Linked DNA regions of Sus scrofa: region 2 is linked to region 1. A link is a contact called in public Hi-C data. All regions are on one chromosome and are shown on one strand. Each heading gives the region's core, a stretch centred on a gene start, on an enhancer-like site or on the middle of the called end of the contact. The rest is flanking DNA. Distances are from core to core; before and after follow the strand shown.

What was found. A called contact is a pair of places that touch in the nucleus more often than the background predicts.
Region 2: a Hi-C map of skeletal muscle shows a contact between it and region 1, with 4 times the contacts expected there. The contact joins the promoter of SNRPA here to the enhancer-like site in region 1. A contact is called at or near these places in 1 of 5 promoter capture datasets (skeletal muscle), 5 of 47 Hi-C or Micro-C datasets (embryonic fibroblasts, heart right ventricle, liver and 1 more) and 1 of 2 datasets of contacts at active chromatin or transcription factors (skeletal muscle).

Annotation. Positions count from the first base shown.
Region 1 is chr6:48,885,872-48,891,566 of Sscrofa11.1, forward strand. It overlaps NUMBL (numb-like protein), which reads right to left. Exons shown (of 10, transcript XM_021094402.1): 10 at 4,185-5,635. The coding sequence ends at 4,977. Among named protein-coding and RNA genes, the nearest start is that of NUMBL, 29 kb to the right of the region's middle. Within about 2 kb of position 2,855, at least 67 of the 83 cell types and tissues checked have an H3K27ac peak or open chromatin away from gene starts, as enhancers often do. A contact at or near this core is called in embryonic fibroblasts, liver and skeletal muscle, where this site is marked.
Region 2 is chr6:48,968,507-48,974,201 of Sscrofa11.1, forward strand. SNRPA (small nuclear ribonucleoprotein polypeptide A) reads left to right here and starts at 3,362. Exons shown (of 7, transcript NM_001077222.1): 1 at 3,362-3,434. The coding sequence starts at 3,362. It overlaps C6H19orf54 (UPF0692 protein C19orf54 homolog), which reads right to left and starts at 2,538. Exons shown (of 4, transcript XM_005655850.3): 1 at 1,413-2,538. The coding sequence starts at 1,732.

The sequences.
Region 1 (5,695 bases), core at 1,605-4,104:
TACAGCTGCCAGCCTATACCACAGCCACAGCAACGCCAGATCCAAGCCAAGTCTGCAAACTACACCACAGCTCACGGCAACACAGGATCCTTAACCCACTGAGTGAGGCCAGGGATCAAACCCACAACCTCATGGTTTCTAGTCGGATGTGTGAACCACTGAGCCACCACGGAGCTCCTCAATCTTCCATATCTTGATTTTATCTCCTAATCACTGCCTGATGCCTGCTCTCTTCCCTCCCCATTGTTCCTGCTCTGGATTAAGTCATCACCACCTCTCAACCCAAGTCCCCACCTCCTTGCTGGCCAACCCATAATCCGTCCAATTCGCCTGTGGCAGTCAGTGAACCTTTACACCATGTAAATCAGATCATGTTACCCCCCTGCTGCAAATCTCCAGTGGGCTTCCTGTCCTTCTCAGACCAGAAGGCAAACTCTCATCATGGCTTCCACCGGCCTATTGATCCAGCCCCCTGTATTCTCTGACTTCATCTCCAACTGTCCTCAGGACCCTCCAGCTCTCCAACCTGCAGCTTGTGCCCACCTCAAGGCCTTTGCCTTGGCTGTTCCCCTCCAGGAACACTGTTCCCTCAAATACAGACTTGGCTCCTTCACTTCAGTCAGGTCTCTGATCAAATGCTTTCTTCTCAGAGAGGTGTTCCCTGACCACTTTGTTTAAAATTGAACTCCATAGGAGTTTCTGTCGTGGCGCAGTGGTTAACGAATCCGACTAGGAACCATGAGGTTGCGGGTTCGCTCCCTGGCCTCGCTCAGTGGGTTAAGGATCCGGCGTTGCCGTGAGCTGAGGTCGCAGATGCGGCTCGGATCCCGAGTTGCTGTGGCTCCTGTGTAGGCCAGCGGCTACAGCTCCGATTAGACCCCTAGCCTGGGAACCTCCATATGCTGTGGGTGCGGCCCCAGAAAAGGCAAAAAGACCAAAAAAAAAAAAAAAAAAAAAAAACTGAATTCCATCACGGAGTTCTCGTTGTTGCTCAGCGGTGAATGAATCTGACTAGCATCTGTGAGGACTAGCATCAACCCCTGACCTCACTCAATGGGTTAAGGATCCGGCTTTGCCATGATCTGTGGCTGTGGTGTAGGCTGGCAGCTGAAACTCTGATTTGACCCCTAGCCTGGGAACCTCCATGTACTGTGGGTATGACCCTAAAAGGCAAAAAAAATAAAATAAAATTGAACCCCATCTCTTGCTACCTCCTCCTCTGGTTTATTTTCTTCATAATACTTTCACCACCAGCCATTATATCACATATATACATTATTTCTTTATTTATTTACTGCAGCATGCAGAAGTCTCTGGGCAAGGGAGCCAAGCTGCTGCAGTGACAATGCAAGATCCTTAACTCACCGTGCCACCAGGGAACTCCTATTTCCTTTTTTTTAAATCCTTTCATTAGAATATCAATTCCAGCAAAGGGAGCTATTTCTCCCCCCCCCCCAGTGCTATATAACCCTCGGGCCTAGCATAATAGCTGGCACTGGTGTTCAGTACACATTTTTGAACGAAGAAATGAGTGAGCAGGGAGTTCCCATTGTGGCTCAGCAGTAATGAACACGACTAGTATCCACGAGGACGCGGGTTCGATCCCTGGCCTTGCTCAATGGGTTAAAGATCCAGTGTTGCTGTGAGCTGTAGTGTAGGTCGCAGACAGCGGCTTGAATCTGGTGTTTTGCATTCTATTTTATTTTATTCTATTCTATTTTATTTTTTTAAGGGCTGCACGAGTGGCATGTGGAGGTTGCCAGGCTAAGGATCAAATCAGAACTACAGCTGCCAGCCTACATACACCACAGCCACAGCAACGTGGGGTCTGAGGCGCATCTGTGACCCTACACCATGGCTCACAGCAATGCCAGATCCTTAACCTACTGAGCGAGGCCAGGGATGGAACCCACAACCTCATGGTTCCCAGTCAGATTCGTTTCCACTGCGCCAAGACGGGAATTCCATGAATCTGGAGTTTTTTAAAAAGACAAGACAAAAAGAAAAATGCGTGAGCAGACGCATGTTCCTGTTGGCCATTATCCCAACAGGACCTGAGGTCCCTGAGGGCAGGGCCTGTGTATGTCATTGTGTACCCTGGGCTCTCAGTACCTGATAGAAGCAAGTAGTTCTGAAACTGCTGGTAAAATGAAGAAAAGAATGCAGCATGAGGGGAAGTAATCAGAGGTTGCCTGGGGCTGACGCTGGCAACAGGAATGAGAATTGACGGCAAGTGAGCACAAGCGATCTTTTCAGGGTGATGGAAGTGTTCTAAAATTGGATTGTGGTGATGGCTGCACTCCTGTCAAAACAATCACCCAGTATCATTACCTCACTTAAAACAGGTGAGTCTTACGATACATAGGTGACAGCTGAGGAAAACTGTTGAACAAAACAAAGCAAAATCTGTGGGAGGGAGTATATGACTGCTCCCTAGAACGTGCGCGGCAGGTCATCTGAGCCTTCCTCTGTGCTGCCCTGGGTGATGCTGGGGACAGAGCGGTGACTAAAGACAGCGCTTGTCTCTGGCTTCACAGGCCTGCTGACGGCCCAGAGGGTCAGGGCTGGGTGGAGGGGAACAGTGGCAGGTGGGCCAGGGCCGGGATGGGGGGAAGCATGGGGGACGCAGGAGATCCAGATGGAAGGGGTCAGCGAGGTCTTTCTAGAGGAGCGAGCGGCTGAGCCAGACCCTGGAGGATAACGGTGTCTATGACTGTGATGCCTTTTTTTCTTTTTCTTTTCCTTTAACACTTGTTCTACTTTAGCCTAAGCCGGGCGGGTCTCTCCTGCAGAGCCACGGTCCGGCCCTTGCGCGTTTCCCCAGGGCAGGGCCACACGGGGGTGCTGCGCTACCGCGCTCGGGAGACTCTACGAGGATCCGCTGGGCCTTGCAGGAGCCGGAGATGAGAGCGGCTCATCGAGGACGGAGGGTTGTTTGTCTGCGGAACAGTTGCGAAGAGACGGCGGCCACAGGGGCGGCGGGAGGCGGAAGCAGCGGGGGCCAGGGCGCCGCGGGGGTCTGCCCTTGACCGTGGCGCCCGGCTGCCGTGGCGCAGGGCGGGGTTTTCAAAAGAGCCGCGGAGGGGGGCGGGGCGCTAGGCGGGGTCTCGCGCGGAATGTTCCTACGTAGCCGTCGCCGCCGGGCGGGGCTTCAGGAGCGAAGGCGCTTGGGAGGCGGGGTTTCCCAAAGCGCTCAGGGAAGGGGGCGTCGAGTCAGCCTGGGCTGGACGTCCCCGCAAACCTGGCTTCGAGGGGGAGAGAGTGGGGGCGCTGCCTCACGCAGCTCCCGGTGGGACGCGGTCCCCGGGTAAGCGGGGGCGTTAACTCCGCGGCCCTGGGTCTATTCTGAGAGAGGCGACGCTTGAAGGACGTGGAAGGTGGGAGGTTAACCCCGGAGCCGTAGTCTCTAGGGGGAGAAAATTGCCGTGAAGAACGAAAGTCTCCATTGGGCGTGGGAGGGAAGATGGGGAAACAGCTAAGAGGAGCCCGTGGGAGGTCTTGAGGAGATAACGGGTTAGTGGAGCTCCGCGGGCCCAAAATATCTGCTTCTGCAGGAACTGGGGGAGGTGAAGGTCGGTCTGGGAAAGCCCGCTCTCAGCACAGCGAAGGATGGTTTTGTGTGAAGATCAGCCTCGCGCACGGAAGAGGGTCTTGACTCTGTCCCTGATTTTCTCTGTGCTGCGTGGCCTCAGTTTCCCCGTTAGTCCCATCGTTTGCATCATCTTCAAGTCGATCCCTGGCCTCGCTCAGTGGGTTAAAGATCCACTGTTTCCCTGAATTGTGGTGTAGCTCAGATCTGGCGTGGCTGTCGCCTAGGCTGGCAGCTGCAGCTGGGATTGGACCCCTGGCCTAGGAACTTCCATATGCTGCAGGTGCAGTCCTTACAAAAAAAAAAAAAAAAATGCAAAAAAAGAAAATGTTATTACTGAACTTATTAGCAGCAGATTATAATTTAAAAAAATTCCTTGGTTCAGAATCTGTAATAGAAACGGGGTGATTAATTTGGGGTACCCATCAACACCCACTTTTCTAGTGCTGGGTCAGCATTACCCACTTCCATGCTCTTACTCAGGTTAATATGCAGGGAGACACTTTTTACTCCCTCTGGTTTTAGGAGAGGACTTGGAGGAAAAGCTCCATCTCCAACCCTCCTGCCTGGACACACACCCTGCTTTCTCGAGGGGCACCGTTATATTCTTCCTTTATTGGCTGTCCTTGTATAATACAAATCTGCAAGTTTAGATACAAAAAAATCTGGAAATAAAAGATAGAAAAGTACCCGCCAGGCACCCCTTTCTTCTTCCCGGACGCCTCCCCAGCGGGTACCCATGTGAGGTAACGGAGCATCTTCTTCCCCTTCCCCCTACCCCGCCTCCTGGGCCCCCAACTTGACCCCCACCCCCATGAGACCTTGGCCCAAAGATGACGTGGGCCTTCAAGGGGAGGGGAGAGGTGAGCACAGCATTGGCAGTGAACGCAGCAGGTGGGCAGAAGGAAGCCCTTTGCTTGTGCTGTGTATGGGGGGCAGGGGGATGACCAGACTCAGGGCGGGCACTCATCTGGGGCCCAGGAGAGCCTCCAGATGGGCATCCCTTCTCCATCCCACCCAACCCTGGAAGGGAGAAGGTCAACAACAGAAACTGGGAAACGTAGCTTGAACCAAGGGCGCTCCGTAGGATTGTGGCCGTCCCCTGGTGTTTGGGGTTGCGGGGGAGGGGATGATGCCAGCCTAAGTCTGGCAGAGGAATGGATCTCTTAGGCAGGCTGGCTCCGTCCCTGAATTCCATCCTGTCGCAACCTGGGCATCACAAAGTCGGTTCTGTAGTGGTTGTGGGAGGCGGTCCAGAGAAGGTGTTAGAGGGGGATGGGGGAGGGGGGGAGGCTCAGCCCTAGGGAGCAGGACTAGGGGAGAGGTTGGGCCTCCACTCCCAGGCGTGGGGCCCCTAGAGATGATGGGGTGGGCAGGGTGGCTCGGGCTACAGTTCGATCTCAAAGGTCTTCTGCAGGTCGCCTGAGAAGGGGTTGGGAGGCTTCTCTACAGCGGGTTTGCCTTCTAATGCTGCCCACTGGGCCTCAAAGGGGTCCAGCTCAGGGGCCGGGGCGGGTGCTGGCTCTGGGGGCCAGGGTGCCCCACTGGGTCGGGGACGGGCCTGGCTCCCGGGGACACTGGGTGTGGCTGGGGGTGGGAAGGCCCCGGCTTTTCCGAGCAGGGTGGCGGGTTGGGGCTGGAGCTGGGCGGCTGAACAGAAGGCATTGGCCACCATCTGTGATGGTGTGATGCCCACCACGGGCACTCGAGGCATGGGTGGATAGCCCAAGCCTGGATAGGCGGGCACAAAAGGGGGCTGCATGTGTGGGGGTGGCAGGAACACGGCCACCTGGGCAGGTGCAGCGTCGAAGGGCCCCATGGGGGTGGGGAAGGGCTGCAGGCCAGGGGGCACGGCGGGCACTGAGGCCACCTGCTGCTGCTGCTGCTGCTGCTGCTGCTGCTGCTGCTGCTGCTGCTGCTGCTGCTGCGCTTTTGCCACCTGGGATACCTCCTCCAGCCACCTCTCGGCCTCCGAAGGGGTCCGCTTGTGCCCAGGCTGGAAGGCAGCTGCAGGGGGCGCAGAGGGCTCACCCCAGGCAGAAGTCCCTGGAGAGAGGAGAGCGGCAGTTAGGGGGCGTGGGCCGCAGCAGAGAGAACCCCAGGCTG
Region 2 (5,695 bases), core at 2,112-4,611, 83 kb after region 1:
CTCACTGTGGTTGGGGGTTTACTGCAGATTATAAACTTGTCTAGATACGCTGCCAGTTTCTTCTGAGTCTGGGCAGGTCACTTCTCCCTCTGCCCTCCCCACCTCCCCAGCCCAGGGCTCGCCCCTCCCCTCCCGCCAGGGTCTCTGGGTGCTCCAGGCTCCTCCATCCCCGGACTCTCCCTCCACTCTTTGAAGGTAACCTCTCTCCCTGCAAGGGCACAAAGCCCTTCCACAGCTCCCCAGGGCCCTCAGGACAGCCCAGCTTCCTCTGCATGGCCCCCCACACCATGTGGACCTGCGAAACTCCACGTGTGCCACCTTCTCTTGTAGGCAGATAGGTTAGGGGTCCCCAGAGAAAGAGAACAGGTATGGCTTTCTAGACAGAAGAGAACCCAATACGTACAAAGGAAAAAAAAAAAAACAACTCGAGTTCCTGTTGTGGTTCAGGAGATTAAGAACCAGACTAACATCCATGAGGATAGGGTTTCAATCCCTGGCCTCGCTCAGCGGGTTAAGGATCCAGCTTAAGGATCCAGCGTTGTTATGACTGTGACACTTTGGCCTAAGGCATTTTGTGATCTACACTTGGCCACAATGCTCATCCTTGAATAGGTCCAGGAATTAACTCTCTTAAAGGAAGGAATGCAGAAACAAGGGAGGATCAGTTAAGAAACAACAGTGCAGCCTTGAGGCAGGGCCCTGGTTCCTCAAGGAATACACAAAACAATTCACCCTCCAGTGGTGCAGAAACTAAGTCTCCTGCCCCCCAGAAATAAGTATTTGCAAGTCATTAAACACCTCTTTACTTCACTCTGGGCCTGGGCACAAACTGTTTACTTTCCACATCACATACCCCTGAATAATCTGCCCAACAGCACTCAGGGGTCCCCTCTATGCGGGCTGCACTGACCCCCAGCCCAGGTACTCCCTTTGGGCCCTTCCCTCACAGCTCTGACCACCCTGGGCTGTCACTGGTAGAGGTGGGATCTGTCTCTCCCACCGGGTGTTTGTCAGGGCAGGACTTTTTTCATGGCTGAAGGCACACTGCCACTGAAAGGATCTAAGTAGGGGGCTGAAGCAGACAGGCTATTCATTTTTGTTTTTCTCTTTATGGCTGCACCTGGGATAGTGGTCGAATTGGAGCTGAAGCTGCCAGCCACAGCCACAGCCATGCCAGAGCAGCTTGCAGCAATGCTGGACCCTTAATGCTCACCCTGAGTGAGGCCAGGGATTGAACCTGCAGCCTCATGGATACTAGTCCGGTTCTTAACTCACTGAGCCACAACAGGAACTCCAGGCTGTTTGACCTTGAGCAAACGGGAAACCCCAAGAGGAGATGGCTGGAGTGACCTAGGGACAGGTTTTGGGTGAGACCCTGAGTGGGTGGGTGAGGTGGGGCATGGGGACCCTACCGGTCCTTGTGCAGTTTCAGGAGCCTCTTGACATCCTCTCTGCTCTTGGGGACTGGGCCGGCCCTCTCCAAGGCCTCCTTCAGGAGCTGGCTCTTCTCCAGGCCGAAGACATGAGGGGCAGCAAAGCCGGTGGCAGGTGGTGGAGGTGGCAGTGGGGGTGGTGGGGGTACAGGGGCCTGGAGACTCAAGGGAGAGGGTGGAAAAGCTACGTCCGGGAGATTTGGGGGTAGGGGAGGAGGTGGGATGATGGGGGTCTGGGGTGCAGGAGTTTCTGGAGGATGAATTGGTGGCTCTAAGGGAGGAGAGCATGGAGAAATCATTTTGGGGTCTGTGACTTGCACTGGAAGGCTTAGCAGAGGGAAGGGAAGGATCCTCCCAAATGCGTTGGTCACAGGGATGGAGATTCTGAAGGCTTTAGAGCTGAATTCCAGACTTGGGGGAGGAAGGTGAACAGAAGGACTGAAAAAATCAGGGCTAAAACCTGGAACTTTGGAAGCAGACTCAATCCCTGAGGCTGACTGAAATCACAAGGAATTTGAGAGTTAACGCGGTCCTTTAATCTGGAACCAGATTTGAGATACAGAGTTGGGGTGCAAGGCTCAAGCAGTGATACTCATTAGGAGTTAACTTATCAGGGGCTAGATTTGGAAACTTGGGGTTCAATCTCAGGATATGAAAGCTCAGACCTAGAGTAAGGCACCGAAAGCGGATTTCGAGCCACAGGATTAAAGAGTGGGAGAATTTAGGCTAGATATCCACCCCTCGCATCACAGACCCGAGTTTGGAACCTTAGCGCTGACCTTTGAGTCAGAGGTCAAGAGGTCAAAGGACATCTGGCAGGGAAAAAGGCCTAGCTGTGGAGAAAGTCCTGAAATCAGAGCGCAAAAAGAGGAGGCTTGAGGGTTCGGGAAGGCCGATAGATCGGAGGTCGTTGGGAGCCGCAACAACGCTCGGATACGGAACGGAGTCGGAAGGTAAAACACTGCTCCCCTCCCCGCAAAATGGCGACCGCGGCGCACAACCTTTCCCAAATTTCGTGGTAAGACTTGAAAGTGGTGTCCGCCCCTTTAACGATCACGTGACAAAGAACGCGTAGCGGAGGGGGAAGAGGTGGGGCTCCTAAAGAACTGCCTCCGAGGAGTCCGCCGCGAGAATTGCGTCCCGATTGGCTAGAAGCGCGTGAGGGGGCGCGGCCTTCACTGATTGGCTTGTAGCCCGGGGCGCCGCAAAAGCCAAGGGCTTGCAGTGGTCGGGCGGAGTTGTTCTGCTGAGGCGGGAACCCAAGGATCGTTTTGATTGGCAAAACCTCGGTCCGAGAGCGAGACTTACTCTGATTGGCCAAGCTACCAGGTGTCCGCGAGGGGATTGGTTTGTAGAAAGATAAAGGCGGGACCAGGAGAGGAAGTTTTGTGGTCGGCGCACAGCAACGCAGAAGGTGCCGCTTGCGGGAGCTGCGACTTGGTTCGTGAGTAGTGTGCTCAGCGGCCATTGGGATCGGGCGGGTGGAGAGCCTGGCGCCCGGGCCTTGCCGTGCCTCGGGGGGTCGGGGGAAGGAGCTATTTCTGCGCTGTGCGAGGCCAAGACTCCGCAAAGTTCTCACTCCTACCTTAACTGGCTCATACATCCGGGCTTTTTCTCCTGGGCCGCCCTTTGAGCGCGTGGGCCAGTGGGAACCGCCACCTCGGACACCCCGCCTACAGAGTGGCGTAAAGCATCCTGGGACTCGTAGTAAACCTCTCGAGATTTCCTTCACCACGCGGGCAGGAGACGCCGTGTCGTGCGTTTGCTTTGTTTTTCGAGGTGTTTGTCTTTTCCCTCCTCATTACCCACTTGACTTCCTCTTAGAAGGAAGATCTCTAAGCAGCCCACGTTGGGACAAAGGATTTGGAGAAACCCAGTTCCGAGGTTACCTTTTTTATTCTTTCAGCTCTGTCTCAGCAACTCCTTCCATGGCAGTTCCCGAGACCCGTCCCAATCACACTATTTATATCAACAATCTCAACGAGAAGATCAAGAAGGATGGTGAGTTCTGGAAATAGTTCCGACTCGAGGCTGTCCCACACTTGCCGGCCCCCTCGTCTATCCCCAGCATCCGCGTCTCTTTCTCAGTCTTCTCCAGGCAAACTCTTAGCGTAAACCCCAACCCCTCGGCTTTTGCACATGCTGCTTCCTCTGAGTTTAAGACTTCCTCAGTTGTCTTACAGCCAGCCCATTAACCTGGTAACTGTTGCCCATCCTTCGAGGTTTCAACTCAAGGAGCCCTCCTCCCGGAAGTCTTACCCCTCCCCTTTCTGCCTGCCATGCTTGCTTCTAACTTCCCTTGACTCTGAACATACCCCTTTAAGCCCTGATGGTTGTGGACTGTTTTGGGGCAGTCTCCCTGTTGGCCTTTGACCTCCCTGAGGGTAGGAGCTGGAACTGCCTTGGTCATTGTCATGGTCTCAGTGATCAGCCCACAATGACACTGTTTCATTTCAAAGTGAAAATGAGATGAATAATAATGATGGCTAACACTCTGTTTATAAATCTTGATTACATTGAATTTAAATGGCAACCCCGCAGGAAGGACCTGTTGACCCCATTTCTCAGATTAGGTAACTGGGACTCATGGGTAGTTTGATTTGCCTGAGGTCACACAGCATGGAAAAGTGAGTGAGGCCAACACCAGCCTGGAGGAATTCTGCCTGAGAACTGGATTCTTTTTTTTTTTAATTGTCTTTTTAGGGCTGCCCATTGGCATACAGAAGTTCCCAGGCTAGGGGTTGAATCAGAGCTGCAGCTGCCGTCCTGTGCCTCAGCCACAGCCACTTGGGATCTGAGCTGCGTCTGCAACCTATACCACAGCTCACAGCAATGCCAGATCCTTAACCCACTGAGAAAGGCACCCTCGTGGACACTAGTCGGGTTCATCATCGCTGAGCCACGACAGGAACTCCGAAGAACTCAATTCTTGACATTTAACATATTTTTCCATTTTCTTGAGCAAGTTACTGATCCTCATTTTTTATATAGGAAAACTGGAAAAAACCTTAATACAACGTTTGCATGGATGTTATGGGGATTATGTTGACTAAACTGCCATGCAGCTTGTTTTTATGGTACCCAGTAGTTAGTAAAGGTGTTACTTCCTGCTTATCACCTCAAGACAATTGTCAGGAGAACCAAATTGTTGAGGTTGAGTTTGAGGTTGCTGATAGTTCCTGTTGAAGATAATAAAAGAAGCCATGTAAATTTCTCATAAACTTTGGGGGGGGGCACACCTGCAGCATGTGGAAGTTCCTGAGCCAGGGAGCAAACTGTAGCCAATGCCACATTCTTTTTTTTTTTTTTTTTTTTTTTTTTTTGCTATTTCTTAGGCCGCTCCATTGGCATATGGAGGTCCCACGCTAGGGGTCGAATCAGAGCTGTAGCCACCGGCCTACGCCAGAGCCACAGCAACGCGGGATCCAAGCCGGTGTGCAACCTACACCACAGCTCACGGCAACGACGGATCCTTAACCCACTGAGCAAGGCAGGGACCGAACCCTCAACCTCATGGTTCCTAGTCGGATTCGTTAACCACTGCGCCACGACGGGAACTCCCAATGCCACATTCTTAACCTGCTGTACCACAGGAAAACTCCAAATAGCTCAGTGCTTTTAGAGCATGACAGCCAGCCAGTGCTTTGTGGAGCTGGGGACACACTGGTGACTGAGACAGTCCTGGTCCTGGCTTCATGGAGCCACAGTCCAGTGGGGTGATCAGGGCACCTAGAAAGGGGTATTCAGTTTTATAGAAAAGGAGGCATTTTGGAAAAGCTTTCCAGGAAGAGGAGGCAGTATTTTGGATGAGGGAGAAGAGAATTCCTAAGCTGGACCTACATGCACAATGTCTCGGGGCAAAGAGCCCAGGGCATTCTGGGAAGGTAAGTCCTGCAGTTTTGGGTGCCTGAGATTTAGAGGCCTCTCAATAGAACGTTCCAGTGAGCAGCGCCCTCTGGCTCCTGGGTCCTTTTAGGCTGGGTAAAGTGTCGGACTTCATCCTGAGGGCATTGGGGAACCAGACAAGGGGTACCATCCTGTGACAGGTGAACTCGAGTGGACAAGAGAGAAGACTGGAGTGACCCAGAGTCCAGGGGAATGCTGGGGCCCAAACTGAGTTCATGGGATGGAGGGTTGAGACAGCCCAGAGAGATCATTTTGGCTCTTTGCTTCCCACTTCCCCTGCCTCCGTCACATGTCTTTTTTTTTTTTTTTTTTTTTTCTTTTTTTTTGGCTACACAGCACATAGACACACACCCACC